Linked DNA regions of Rattus norvegicus: all the other regions are linked to region 1. The links are chromatin contacts, called in public Hi-C maps. All regions are on one chromosome and are shown on one strand. The core of a region is the stretch at or near the end of the contact, and the rest is flanking DNA. Distances in the headings are between cores, read along the strand shown.

Region 1 (4,390 bases), core at 728-3,227:
TCATGTTCTCCACATCCTGTGTGTCTAAGAGTGCGACATCAGGCTTAGCTGAAGCAGTCTTGATAAGAGGCTCAATAACCAGCGGGAGATATTGTTCAAAGTCTTTTCCAAGGATCTTACACATTCTGGCCCACGCTGAAACCATGTAAGAAGTCTGAGGGTCGTCTTCTTCCATGTTATTTAAGTCTGATTGTGTCTTCAACAGTATCTGCATCACATTCGATGCATCTTGCATAAATTTTTCCTTCCCCACAGCCAGTCCAACATGGCTAATGCACTCAATAGTTTTTCCTCGAAGAAGCTTAAGTTCCTTTTGAACAGCGAGCTCAACAACGTGTTTGAGTGAGGGCATAAATATATCATAATATGGAATAAAGTTTTCTTCTATTACATCTGCCACCGAGGCAATGGTTGTCACGAGTTGTTCTAAGGCCAACTTGGTTCCATTCCGAATCAGCTCTTGAAGTTTAATTACCAAGATGGATTGGAGACTTTTTACCATATTTTCCAAATATAGGATTAGCAATGATTTGGGGCAGTCTTCAATAAAAATAACAAGAGCAGAAGCGGCCTGAGATTGCACACGCTGATTACCTTGGTTTTCCATGGTTCGCAACAAAGCTGTAATCACTATTTCATGGAATTTCTTTTGGAAACTAGGTGCAAAATCTGTAGCCATCTGTCCAAGTGTAGTACAGGCAGCAGCCCTTACCCTTGGATGAGGATCCTGAAGAAAAAGCAAAACCGAGTTAACCGTTTCATCTAGAATTGGTTCCATTTGCTGATGGCAACCTTCTCCGATGGCTGATAAGGCCATTAATCCGGCATGTCGACATTTCCAGTCATGGCTCTGAAGCATTTGCATGATATGCTCCTTGGTCATCGGCAAAACTACTTTTCCACCAAGTCCACAAGCCAGTCTGTCTAGGGCGCTCTCAGCAGCAACGGCGTTGCTGTCAAAATCATCTTCTTCCATTTCATCAGCATTTACCCAGTCATCGTCATCTTGAAGATCAACCATCATTGCTAATATATGAGGCACAGCCTGTGCGATAATATTCGTATGCTTTTTCAACATCGGAGTCGCAGTTTCCGATAAGGTCACTATTACTTCCAAAGCCAGCTGGCGTTGCAGATTGCTAAGCCTAGAGTCTCCACATAACTTCAGGCTCAACTGCAGAGTATCTTCTAAATAGGGACCCAAGTACTTAGGTACAGTATCTGCAATCTCAACAAGGGATTCTAGCACGGAATCATCATCCTGGTAGCAGGAATCATTCACAGCCTGTAAGATTCCAGGAAGCAAATCTGCAAAGTCTTTGAAAAGAGCAATATTGTTTTCATTAGCAAGGACAAACGCAGCCGCAGCTCTAGCAGATAATGTCCTGATGGCTGGATGCTCTTGATCTTGAATACACTGGTCCAACAACCTCTTGATGATATCCAAGTCGTGACGATCTTGGTTCCCAAAAATCCCAGGAAAGTGCCAGAAAACGTGAAGTGCAACTTCCCACAGAACCACATTTTTAGAGTGGATCGAATCAATGAGGAATTTCAGACCTTCTGGCCAATGGTTAGTGCCATTCTCATCTATCAAATTCCTGGCCAGCACCGCAAAAATATCACAAAGCTTTTTCCTCATGCTAGCATGTGTTTCTAACTTAACGGCCAATATCAGTTCAATCTTGACATCCCTCTGCACTTCAGAAGGTAGATTTGGATAGACCTCCTCAAACCCAGAGGACAAAAGCCGTCGTAGCAGTGCGGCAGCCATTTGTCTCACCTCATAACCTGCTCTTCTATTTCGGACGGCATCTAAGAGGAATGTAGTCTTACACAGACCTGGGATATTCTCATAGACCTCCTCGGCTTGCCTCCGCACCATACAGCTTGGATTGATCAGGTTCTTCAGAAGCTGGTAAAACTCCTGCTTATCCGATATGGTCGCCGGCAACCCTGCAGACCCGGCCGCCGCCATCGCGCCCTGTCAAAGCTACCGCGACCGGGAAGGAGGGAGGGAGTCTGCGTCTGGGAGCAATGACGTCAGTGAGGCGACGACGGGGATGGGTGGGGCGCTGCTCCCTCCGCTGCGGCGGGTTAAAGCTGGAAGGCTGGGGTCCGAGTTTTGCAGGGTAGAGGGAGCTGAGTGCCTATTAGGGGTATCGCCCTTCTGTTCTCCGATCCTGATGCTTGTGCGCCTGTAGAGGCAGGAAGGAGATGGAAAGAAATTCGCTCTGAAAGTCTACATACTGTATGATGCCATTTTTTTAAATAAAAGATCTCGAATAAGCACATCTATACAAACAGTAATTTGCACTTGCTATGGAATGGGGGAGGAGGAGGAATGAGTATAACTGCTGTCCGAGATTTCTTCTTGAGGGATGATAAAAATGTTCTGCAGTTGATAGTGATGATGGTTTCCCCAATGTCATGCCGTTATACTAAGAACTACTGAATTATACAATTTAAATTGTTAACTGGGTATAATGAGTCAAGCCATAATAAAGCTGTTTGCAAAATAAGCTCAATTAAAGGTTAGGGATTTCCTCCCCATTACCACACCCAGAGAAGTAGAACCCGTGATGTTCAAACTCAGGCATACACCAGAATCTCTTGCTCTGTGGGTTATAACAGAGAGTGGAAAGACAAGTAAGGTGAGAGATGATCTGAAGCAATAATGAAGCTTCTTGAATCCAGGTTTTCTGTATAAACTGTATTTCTGTTACGCAAGATTTTCCTTACATGTTTCTGACCTGGAATATGACAGTACTAGATTCCTAATTACCGGTTAATAGGAAGAAGCAAAGGTTATCCTAAGAACAAATTCCCTGAGGCTATGTATCTTTTATTTAGGCAGATGTGTTACTTGAAACCATAATTATAAGGTGTAACAGTCTGATCAGATCTTCCTTTCTGTCAGCCATTGTCACTCTCATTTCAGCCTTAGGTAATTCTGTAGGCTGACAGAGGCAGATAAAGTACTACTCTAAGGCAAGAAATGAACAGCCAGGGAGGTGGAGGCCTTGCCTAAGATAACAGATAAATTCTACCTAGTCTTAAGGTGGGGCCACCGTTTGTCACCAAGAACTTCCCACTGTAACTGCTCTAGATTTTGCTACATCATCAGAGACCTTTATTTATTGTGTTCTGTCTTAAACTTTGCCAAGAAATCTGAATTTCGGTTTTGTGAATTTCTGCTGCTTATACACACAAAATGGACAAAGGCTAATTTTCATGTTAACAAGTTGGCTGACCAGATAAGTGGTCTCATAAATTAATTTGTAATATGACGCTAGTCTCTGAACAGTGATTCTTATTCTGTGGACTGTTTCAAGGCCATTTAGGGTGTTTGTTTTAAAATACAGATGTTAGAACCAGCTTCCAAACTACTGTACTGGAATTCTGAGAACTGAAACCCAAGCGTCCATAATTAATAAGCACAGAGAGCTTTTATATGAATACATAAACCTTATGGTTATGGAACAAATCAATTATTGTTCTGACTCTAAAGTCTTACCTACAGCTCATCTTGTACCAGACTCACTGCCTTTCTTACTGCTCCTAGAATAAGTTTGGCTGCAAAGCCCTTGCATCTGCAGTTTTAGGAAATGTTAATGAACGCTGGAGAAATGCTTTCTCTACAGCTGCGTCCATTAGCACACTAAGGGCTTATTAAAGCCACAGCAAGATCCAGCGACAGACCCTCTGCAGTGTTCGGAATGTAAATGACTGGCAATGCCAAGGCTTGTGCAAATACAGAACACCAGGGAGCTTGGCTATATTATATTGAAGTAAATATAAGCTTGTATAGCTTAAAAGAATAGTTGAGAATGCTGGTAAGATTGTTCAGTTGTTGGTCACCAACCAGGAGCATACACAGGCTGGTCCCAGGCCCCTGGCACATATGTAGCAGAGGTTTGCCTGATTTGGCTTCAGTGGGAGAGGATGCGGTTAATCCTCGAGAGACTTAAGGCCCCAGGGAAGGGGGAGGTCTTGAGGAGAGCACCCTCTCAGAGGTAAAGGGGAGGAGGAATAAGATGAGGAACCGAGGGAGGGGAGACTGAGTGGGGGTCAATGACTGGAATGTAAATAAAATAATTTAGAAAAAGATTGTTCGGACGTACATTTATTCCAACAGAAAATATTCACTGAGCTTTATCGATCATAATGCTGGACACCAAAAAATTAATGCAAGAGGGGCTTGGGGAATGGCTCAGTTGATAAAGTTCCTGAGTTTGGATCTCAGCACCCATGGAAAAGCTGGGCACCCCATTGCACATATATAACCCCAGGACTATGTGGGAGCAGGAAGAGACAGGCAGATCTCTAGAGCTCAAAGGCCAGCCTAGCCAAATCAATGAGCTCAAAGTTCAGTCAGAGGCCCTTTCTC
Region 2 (4,390 bases), core at 1,242-3,741, 240 kb after region 1:
ACCAAGCCTATTATAACTGAGTTTGATCCCTAGAATCCAATTGTGGAAGGAGAGAATTGACTTCTGCAAGTTGTCATCCCACCTCCACTGAGTGCTGTGACATTCACATGTCAAAACACACACACACACACACACACACACACACACACACACACACACACAGTACACATGGACACGCTCACGTACAAGTGTACACGCATACCTTTTATACATACACATATGAACACGTTTGTGCAAGGGACAGGTAGAAGTATCTGTGATACCTATACACACGAGCAAACGCAAGCACAAGGGCAGCCTCCCAAAGCCACTAATGTTTTGTCAGTCAGTACTAATTGTATAACTCATAGACTTTAAATCGAACTCTCCAAACAGAGTAAGACACTGGGTACAATCCCAGCATGACACAATGAGTTTGTGGACTGTCAGGGCTACGTGAGATTTTCAAATAAGCAAAAAAGAATGAAAAACAAAGACAATAACAACAATGAGAGCCTTTAACCAGATCAAAGTCTTACATTGAGCCCTCTTCCTAATAAATCTCTAAGAGAGCAGAAGAAACTTCCTTTGTGGTACCTCTGTACAGATCAGCCCTACAAAACAGAGATGAGGTTTATACCATCAATAGGTAGAAAACAAACACCTAGTTTTTCTTAAAGGATTTTCAATACATTTTTACGTATACCCCCTCAGCTGATGAGGTCAACTCTCCAGGTTATAACATTCCCACTGAATATAACATCCCCTTATTCTCTTCCCTATCCGTACCACCTATTTATCCATTGGTCAAAATGTAGGCATCTCTATCAAGCCAAAAGACTGGCCCTCTTCCCAGAACCTCTGTCTCCCTCCATCCCTTAGACCGTTATTTTCAGCTATCAGACAACTCCATCTGGGATGTATTTTAAATGCAACATCACTCAAATGAGCTCATTCCTCTGTCTTGCCTTTTCACATTCACCAATTCTACAAGTTTCAGGAGTTCGGTTTCCTACGACACTCAAGAATATATTCTTCTCACTGTCTCTAAATTTTCCAAAATGGAAGGCAGTTCCCTCTTGGCTAAATTTCAGCCTCTTACCTTCCGGCGGCTTGCTTTTCCCTAAGGCCCCCATCTACACTTTTTCTGTCATTCTAAATACTTAAACACATCAAGGCACAGTTCAAAAAGCCCAGGTTTCCCCCTGAGGCCCACAGAAGTCTTCTTTGAATGCTAATACTCACATTGCCCTTCATTATTTAAGTCAACCTCCCTCTGATACTGTCTTCTGATTTGTGAAAATGCACACTCCCAGTCTTTTCTTAAGCACCCCAATCTTCATTGAATATTCCCAGTTTATCTAAATTTTCTTAATGATGCTCTAAAATACCTTACTGTGTACTACTAAGGGAGCGGCAGGAAACTAACATTCACTAAGTGTTTATGTACACTATTTTACCCAGAGGAAATTGAGGCAATTTGTTCAAGATCAGTTAAACAGGGAAAAAAAAAAATTACAATTCTTGCGCATCCCAACCCTCGAGCCCAAGATTCAAGGCGGGCTTCAGACTGCGGCACACCATTGGCAGTACACCACGAATACTTTAACATCCTAAGACGCTAGCTAGCATTAACTGTTTAACAAGTAGTTGATCCCTTCCTGGGTCAGATTAGATGTTCTCAGATGTATCTGTCCCGTCATCTACCAAATGTAATGAGGAAGCAGGCAAGGTGACTTAGAGGCTCCAGGCGAATATCTATATTCAGCAAGACAACGCAATATGTAAGCACATTTCATTTTTCCTATCGGGCCATCTTGACTAATTTGGTTGTTGCAAAGTTGCGCCTCTTCACGGGAATGATTAGTACTGGGCTCAATATCTACATTCCGGGTATTAGAGAATGTAAGATACGCGTTTGCGTCGCTTTCTCTCATAAGCTTTCCATTTTTAGATGATCCTCATGTGTGGGGAGCCATATCTCTGCCCTGGGATCTTCTTTTAGATCGGAGATGTATAGTTCTGCAAACCCAGGATCCCTGCTAAAGAGCCAAAGGCGCCCTTAGCGCACAAGGCCCACTCCGTCACGTCCAGTTCCTGCTCCATGGTTGGGAAGCGTAGCTGCGAGGCCTCTGTCCTGGGGCCTCCCGGAAGCGGCTTTCCGAGGGAGGGACGCGCGGGAAGCGTGTCCATGAAGCCGACGCCCCCCGGGAGAGGTCCCGCCAGGCCGCGTGGCGGGCGCAAATCCTTGTGTTAAGTCTCGGGAATGTAGGCTGCGCCCCCATTTCTCGCTCACGCCAGCGCGCAGCAGGGGTGGCTATTGTTAGTGTCGTTTTGAGACCATAGAGCATCGGCCTTAGAGACTGCGCGGTGGCGTACGAGGGCAGAGGGCGAGCGAGACCCTGCAAGCCTGCCGTGCCCCGCCCTCCTCCAAGTAACGGCTCTGGAGGCCCCGCCCTTTCCTATATTAGCGCTCTGGGCCGTGCGTGGGGCGGAGCCCCGCGTGGATCTCGCGAGATCCGGGTTGGCGCCGTGACCTCCATGTGGGAGCTGCATCTCTATAAGTAAACACTCCGCGCCGCCGAGACATGGCTTCTTCCTATTTGTGAGGCGCAGGCTGCGCTAGCAACTCGGGCGGGTTCCGGTTTCCTTCCACCTCGGAGAGAGTGGGCGGTCGAACGGTCTAGAGCGTCAGTCTTCGCCCGCGTTCGCCGAGCCGCCGCAGAGAACCGGATCCTTCAGAGGAGGCGGCAGGGGCCGGGCGGGGCGCGGCGGCCCGAGCGCAGGGGTAGACAAAGGGGGTCGGTCCCCTATCCCGGTGCCGCGATGTGGATCCAGGTCCGCACCATCGACGGCTCCCAGACGCGCACCATCGAGGACGTTTCTCGCAAAGCCACCATCGAGGAGCTGCGCGAGAGGGTGTGGGCGCTGTTCGACGTAAGGCCCGAGTGCCAGCGCCTGTTCTACCGGGGCAAGCAGGTGAGGCGCCCCGCGGGAAACGCGGGCTCGAGTAGCCGGCGACCCGGGACGAGCCTAGGTGTCCAGGGCTGCACTCGGGATGGGCTGCTTGCGGGGCCCCGGCCTCCGGCCGTGGGGCCCCCACCTACAAATGCGCCTAGCGGATCGGAAGCCCTGGCGGGGTGCAGGGCGCGGTGTGTAGCGGGGCAGCGGCCACAGGCACAGCCTCCGAGGGTCCTGGGGGCCTTTCTTCCCGCCTTTGGGGGGAATCGGAGCCTGGAAAGGCAACAGGCTCCGTCCGGCAGCCATGCCGGGTCGCCGGAGGGACGATCTGGCTTTATTCGCAGTGCTGCATCGACTTCTATGAGGACTTGCCTCTCTTCCTTGCCCCCAGGCTCTTAGATCCGGTATGGAAAGTGAGGCACCTTAACCCTGTTCCCTCCCTAGAAGGATTTGAGCACACTGAAGATCCGAACGGTGGCAGAATGCGTGTCCCTTCTTCCTCGTCGTCAGTCTCAGATAGGAAATTTGTTCTGTAGAAGATTTTAGACCTTAATTCAAGGATCGAGGGTTATAACCTGAAGTCGGGTTTAAGTCTGTTGAGTCTAGGGACAGATTTTTCCCCTATAGACTTTACCTCTCATCTTTGTGTGTTCCCTAAGTTCGGGCTTTCAACTCAAGTCCTTCAGCATAGTCATTCAAAAAAGCCAGAAAGTATTTTGGGGCCACAAGGGTGCTTCTGGGCATCTCCGTTAATTTAACTATGGCCCTGCCTGTTGAGGCTAAGGCTTTTCCTGTCCAGTAAGTCTATGACAAGACACCCAGACCCATATTGTTTTTCTTGTCTTTGTCTTTAGACCACTGAAAAAGTTGGCATCCTGTAGTCCATAGACCACAGATTGGCCCTAGTCCTGAGTTTTGAATTAAATGCAGTTCTCTCTGATTCGATGGAAGTAGCCTATAAGCCACAAAGGGTTTGGAAGGAATATTTTTATTCCCTTCACAGATTTACAACCTCTATGACTGGCCAAATTTTCTAAGATTATTCGATGGGAAAGGAAAAAAAACAGGGTTTTGTTTTGTTAAAGTGTTTGGAAGACCTCTTTCTCAGAGAAAACCTATAACACTTTCTGCTCCTGTTGTAGCCAGCTTTATATTGATTCTTCAGTGCTTGACGAATAAAGCGCTCACTTGACTGGAAGGTTTGTTTTGAAACAGTCATATCTGTAGTCAGTACTGCGTAGCACCGTGTTGCTGTGCCTCAAGTGGCTGATAGCTTTTCCTTTGGCTATCAGTGAACGCCATGCAAATAATAATACTGTGCACTGATTCCTAGAATACTTGGGTGACTCCAGTACAAGAGGTAGAAATGAAAGATGAAAATGTATTAGTGGACAACAGTCCAAATAACATTGCTTTAAATTCAGGATTTACAAAATAGACTTACGCTAAT
Region 3 (4,390 bases), core at 524-3,023, 150 kb before region 1:
TAGGCTGGCCTTGAACTCACCGAGACCCCCTACCTCTAACTCTTGAGATTTGAAACTATAAAGGTGTTTAAAAAAAAAATCAGACATCTCAAGAAAATGATCTGGAAGCTTCATCATTTTATACTGGGTTCCAGGAACTAATACTTTCAAACTTTTCTCCCTTGACACCATACCAAGTCAGTACCAAGACCAGAGCTTACATTCAGTAGGTGTGACTGCTGAAGGCAGGATGACAGGGCTTCACCGGCCTGACTCCTACCGATGGTTACGGATTGTCCCTTACTGGGTCTAAGTGGCTGAAACCATTCGTATAACCATGAGATGCCATCAAGTGGGCGTGGTAAACTTCTGAAGGTTTACCCAAGCCTCTCACCGTACACACTAAACCTAATAACTTCAGTTTAGGCCAAAACTAACCCTATTCCAGTGGGGGAGGGGTGGGACAGGAAGGGAGACAAAAGGTGCCATCCAAAAACCTCTATGTAAAATCATCCAAAGAAGCAATTTTAAAACAAAATAGGTCATTAAAAATTTCCTACTAGCTTAGGATTCATGATTTAGGATGCAAGTTACAGTTATCAAAGAGCTCATATTTCCAAGTGCACCTGAGGTCATCTTTAAAAAAAGAATGTTGAACCCTTGGCTAGCAGTGGAGGTGCAGACCTTCAATCCCAGCACCTGAGAGGTAGAGGCAGAAGGATTTCTGTGAGTCAGAGGCCAACTTGGTCTACAGAGCGAGTTCCAGTCAGGGCTACACTGAAAAACTTTGTCTCGAAAAATAAATAAATAAATAAATAAATAAAAAATGTTGAACCTATACAATCCGTAGTACAGAAGAGCCACAGACCTCATCTGAGACCTTCAGAAATTATAGGCATAATTCTGAGCGGACGTACCGAGTCTCCCTCCTCCGCTTTCAGATTTGAGGGCTGTGGTGCTTAGAAAGGTAGCACACACACTACATTACTCCTTCCCAACACCGTCCCAGAAAGACTTGGTAATGCAGCCTGGCACAAACACCTCACTCTCCACCTCATTTTAAAAGCTGAGAACTAACCAAAGTTAAAAAGTGGAAGTTGCTCGAGAAAAAGAGAATGGATGACTAAAGCGTGTGAACAACCAATCATCTGCAGGAGGAACAGAGTGGATGATAAAGCAGACTCAATTGATCTGGCCACCCCGAGAAAGCGAAAGAGGGAGACTGGCAAGTCCCCGGTACCGGCAATTCAGACCTCAAAAGGACGCTCGGGACCATCCCACTTCCCACCGACGTGCGCCCAAGGATCCCGGGACTCTGCATACCACGGCCTGACTCCCTCGCCAGGGCACAGTGGCTCCCAGCTCACCCGCGCGGGACTCACCGACCCGGCGCTCCCCCACCCCGGGCTCACTCGCCTGGGGCCGCGGAGGACTCGCGGCCCGGCCGATCGACCGTACCTGGCTTGGCGCGCATCGAACTCGCCCTGGAGCCCCGAGGTCCGGCTCAGCACCAGCCGCTGCAGCGACAGCTGCACGAGCGCCCGCAGAGCGAGCAGGTAGAGTGCGAGCGCCAGCGCCGTGCGCGCCTCGGACAGCGCGGTCTTCGCACCCCGGCTCTCGCCGCCGCTCTCCGTCCTCCCCCGCATCCTCCCGCCGCCCCTCGCATCCTCCTGCGCTGAGGCCTCTCTCTGCGGGTGCGACGCGGCCGCCTGACCCTCCCGCCGCTCCGCGGTGCCGCGGTGCCGCCGCACGGCCGCCGACTCCGAGCTCCACTCCATGGCGGCAGCTGCCACCACCAACCGCCCCAGCCCGCGACAGTCCGGGCCACCGCGGCCTCCGCAGCGCCTCCTAGTGAGCGGACGGAAACTGCAGAGGGCCAAATTTCTTCTGATTGGCTGGTCCGCCTAGCTGTTCCCCGGTGCTTCAGTCTGAAATCTTTGGTGGCACAGGCTGACTGACACGCAGACTGTCAAAGGGGAAAACACCCGTAAACCTAGAAATGAGCAGCCCCAAACAAGAGAAAAATGCAAGGCCGCTTTAACAGAACACACGAGGCATTTATCCTGCGCTGGGCTGATGAATAGTAGGAAAAGTAGGATTCTGACTACCAAAACAATAAGTAAGACTTCACAACCAGGACTGGATGAACAAAGCTGTAATCCTGGCACTAGGAAGGATGGCCACAGGAGGATCCCTATTTTTTTTCTTCTTTTTTTTTTCTTTTTTCTTTTTTTCAGAGCTGGGGACCGAACCCAGGGCCTTGTGCTTGCTAGACAAGCGCTCTACCACTGAGCTAAATCCCCAACCCCGAGGATCCCTATTTTGTGCCCAGAGTGGAATACATAACGAAGATTCTGTCTTTAAAAAATAATGAATAAGTAATAAATAAATAAATAAATAAATAAATAAATAAATAAAAGCATTTTTTTTATCCCAGCACTCAGGAGGAACAAACTGGATTTACATAAATTAGAGTCCTGCCTGGTCTACATAGCGAGTTCCAGGCCAGCCAGGGCTACAAAAGGTGAGTGGGAAAAGGAGGAAGGAAAGGAAAAAGAGAGACACAGAACTCAATAACCAGGGCTAGTGCTGTCTTCACTTAACAGACAAAAATACCTTTAATTTAATGAATAGCTACTGAGTCACGCAGCTAAGTACAAACTTTGAAAAGGAAATATCTTTGTTCCTATTTAATACTGAAGAGCATAAAGGCAGCAACCGAAGAACGAGTGAGTTCCCAAGACAGCACAGGGCACTAGAAACAAAGGTTCTGAAAAGACATTCTTGGGCCAGCAAGATGGATCAGAAGGTAAAATGTGCTTGTCCCCAGCTCTCCCCCCCCCCAAAGCCTGACCACCTCAATTCCAGGTGCCATGATAGAAGGGGAGAACCAACTCCCACAAGGTGTCTACTGACCTAAACACACAGGCATGTGCCCTTACAAACACACGATTCTTACAAACACGCATGCAAACACTTCATATGAACCACACTTGTGCCGGCTAGTCCTATGTCAACTTGACACACAAGCTAGAGTTATCTTTTTTTTTTTTCTTTATTTCGGAGCTGGGGACCAAACCCAGGGCCTTGTGCTTGCTAGGCAAGCGCTTTACCACTGAGCTAAACCCCCAACCCCGAGCTAGAGTTATCTTAAAGGAAGGAACCTCAATTGAGAAAATGATTCCATACAACCTAACTGTAGGGTATTTTCCTAATTAGTGATTGGTGGGGGAGGACCCAGCCCTTGGTGGGTGGAGACATCCCTGAGCTGTTTGTTTCTGGGTTCTATAAAAAAGCAGGTTGAACTAGTAGTCATGAGGAGCAGCCCAGCATATCCCCACCCCCATCGCCTCCGTGGAGCCGAATAAACCCTCTCCTCCCAGAGTTGCTTTGGCCACGGTGTTTCATCGTAACAGTAAGCAACCCATCAGTAACACGCAATAATACAAACAAAAATGTTCAAATATCTTCAAAACAAATAAATAACAAGTGAGAACTTAGTCTTCCTTCACTACCACACTAAGTGGCAAAAAGCTGGGCATCGGTTTTAGCAGCCGTGCCAGCAAATGACCAGCCTTGTTTCTGCTTGCTGCTTCCATGAGCCTCTTAGATTCAAGGTTCTGTGCCCCAAGCATGCGACGTCTGAAGTGCTCTAAGGCATTAACCTAGAAACCCACTGAGGAAACACACTGCAAGAATTTGACTGAGTGTCTGTGTCAGATACACGACGCCCTGCCTACCTTTCAGACCCGTCAGACGCAGGCTGTTCCTGCAGCCACACTGGCCTCTCTTAAAGACTTCCAGTCCACCATCTTCCTTCACAGTGTCAGCCCATATACTATTTGGATCACCCAGGGCACTTGTTCCTTCCTTCCATTACCAAACTTACTCCCTTCAAATCCCAATGGAAGTGGTACTTCCTCAAGCAAGACCCTTATTCCGGTTAAGCCCATGCCCCCCTGTGTCCACTCCTACAGCACCATCGATGCCTGTGATTTCACCGTTCCCTCCCTCCAATGGAGGCTCCATGAAGGCAAAAGCCCTGTCTAGTTTTACTCGGCTTTTGACTCGTGTCTCCTAGGACCCGGCAGAACATATACTATTCAGTCAATGTGTCCTGAGTGTGTGAAAACACAGCCATGTCTAGACACACGGAACTTCAATTCTGTAAGATCCTTTCTAGTGTAAGCGCTGAGACCAAGCACAATGTCTGTCTTATTAATTTTCCACCTTACCCATAGTGCTTAGCCCAGTCTCTGGTCCTCACTCACTATGTGCTTATCGAATGGGTGTACTGGCCGGTTTTGTGTGTCAACGTGACACAAGCTGGAGTTATCACAGAGAAAGGAGCCTCCCTTGAGGAAATGCCTCCATGAGACCCAGCTGTAAGGCATTTTCTCAACCAGTGATC

The links. A called contact is a pair of places that touch in the nucleus more often than the background predicts.
Region 2: a contact with region 1 is called in a Hi-C map of prefrontal cortex, with 3 times the contacts expected there. The contact joins the promoter of Uhrf2 here to the promoter of Ranbp6 in region 1. A contact is called at or near these places in 2 of 12 Hi-C or Micro-C datasets (mammary epithelial cells and prefrontal cortex) and 1 of 1 datasets of contacts at active chromatin or transcription factors (oligodendrocytes).
Region 3: a Hi-C map of mammary epithelial cells shows a contact between it and region 1, with 2.0 times the contacts expected there. The contact joins the promoter of Ermp1 here to the promoter of Ranbp6 in region 1. A contact is called at or near these places in 3 of 12 Hi-C or Micro-C datasets (the A7r5 cell line, the Rat2 cell line and mammary epithelial cells).

Annotation. Positions count from the first base shown.
Region 1 is chr1:236,988,474-236,992,863 of GRCr8, forward strand. Ranbp6 (RAN binding protein 6) reads right to left here and starts at 1,978. Exons shown (of 1, transcript NM_001107584.1): 1 at 1-1,978. The coding sequence starts at 1,978.
Region 2 is chr1:237,225,984-237,230,373 of GRCr8, forward strand. It overlaps Uhrf2 (ubiquitin like with PHD and ring finger domains 2), which reads left to right and starts at 2,492. Exons shown (of 16, transcript NM_001107585.1): 1 at 2,492-2,958. The coding sequence starts at 2,806.
Region 3 is chr1:236,833,839-236,838,228 of GRCr8, forward strand. Ermp1 (endoplasmic reticulum metallopeptidase 1) reads right to left here and starts at 1,774. Exons shown (of 15, transcript NM_184050.2): 1 at 1,438-1,774. The coding sequence starts at 1,757.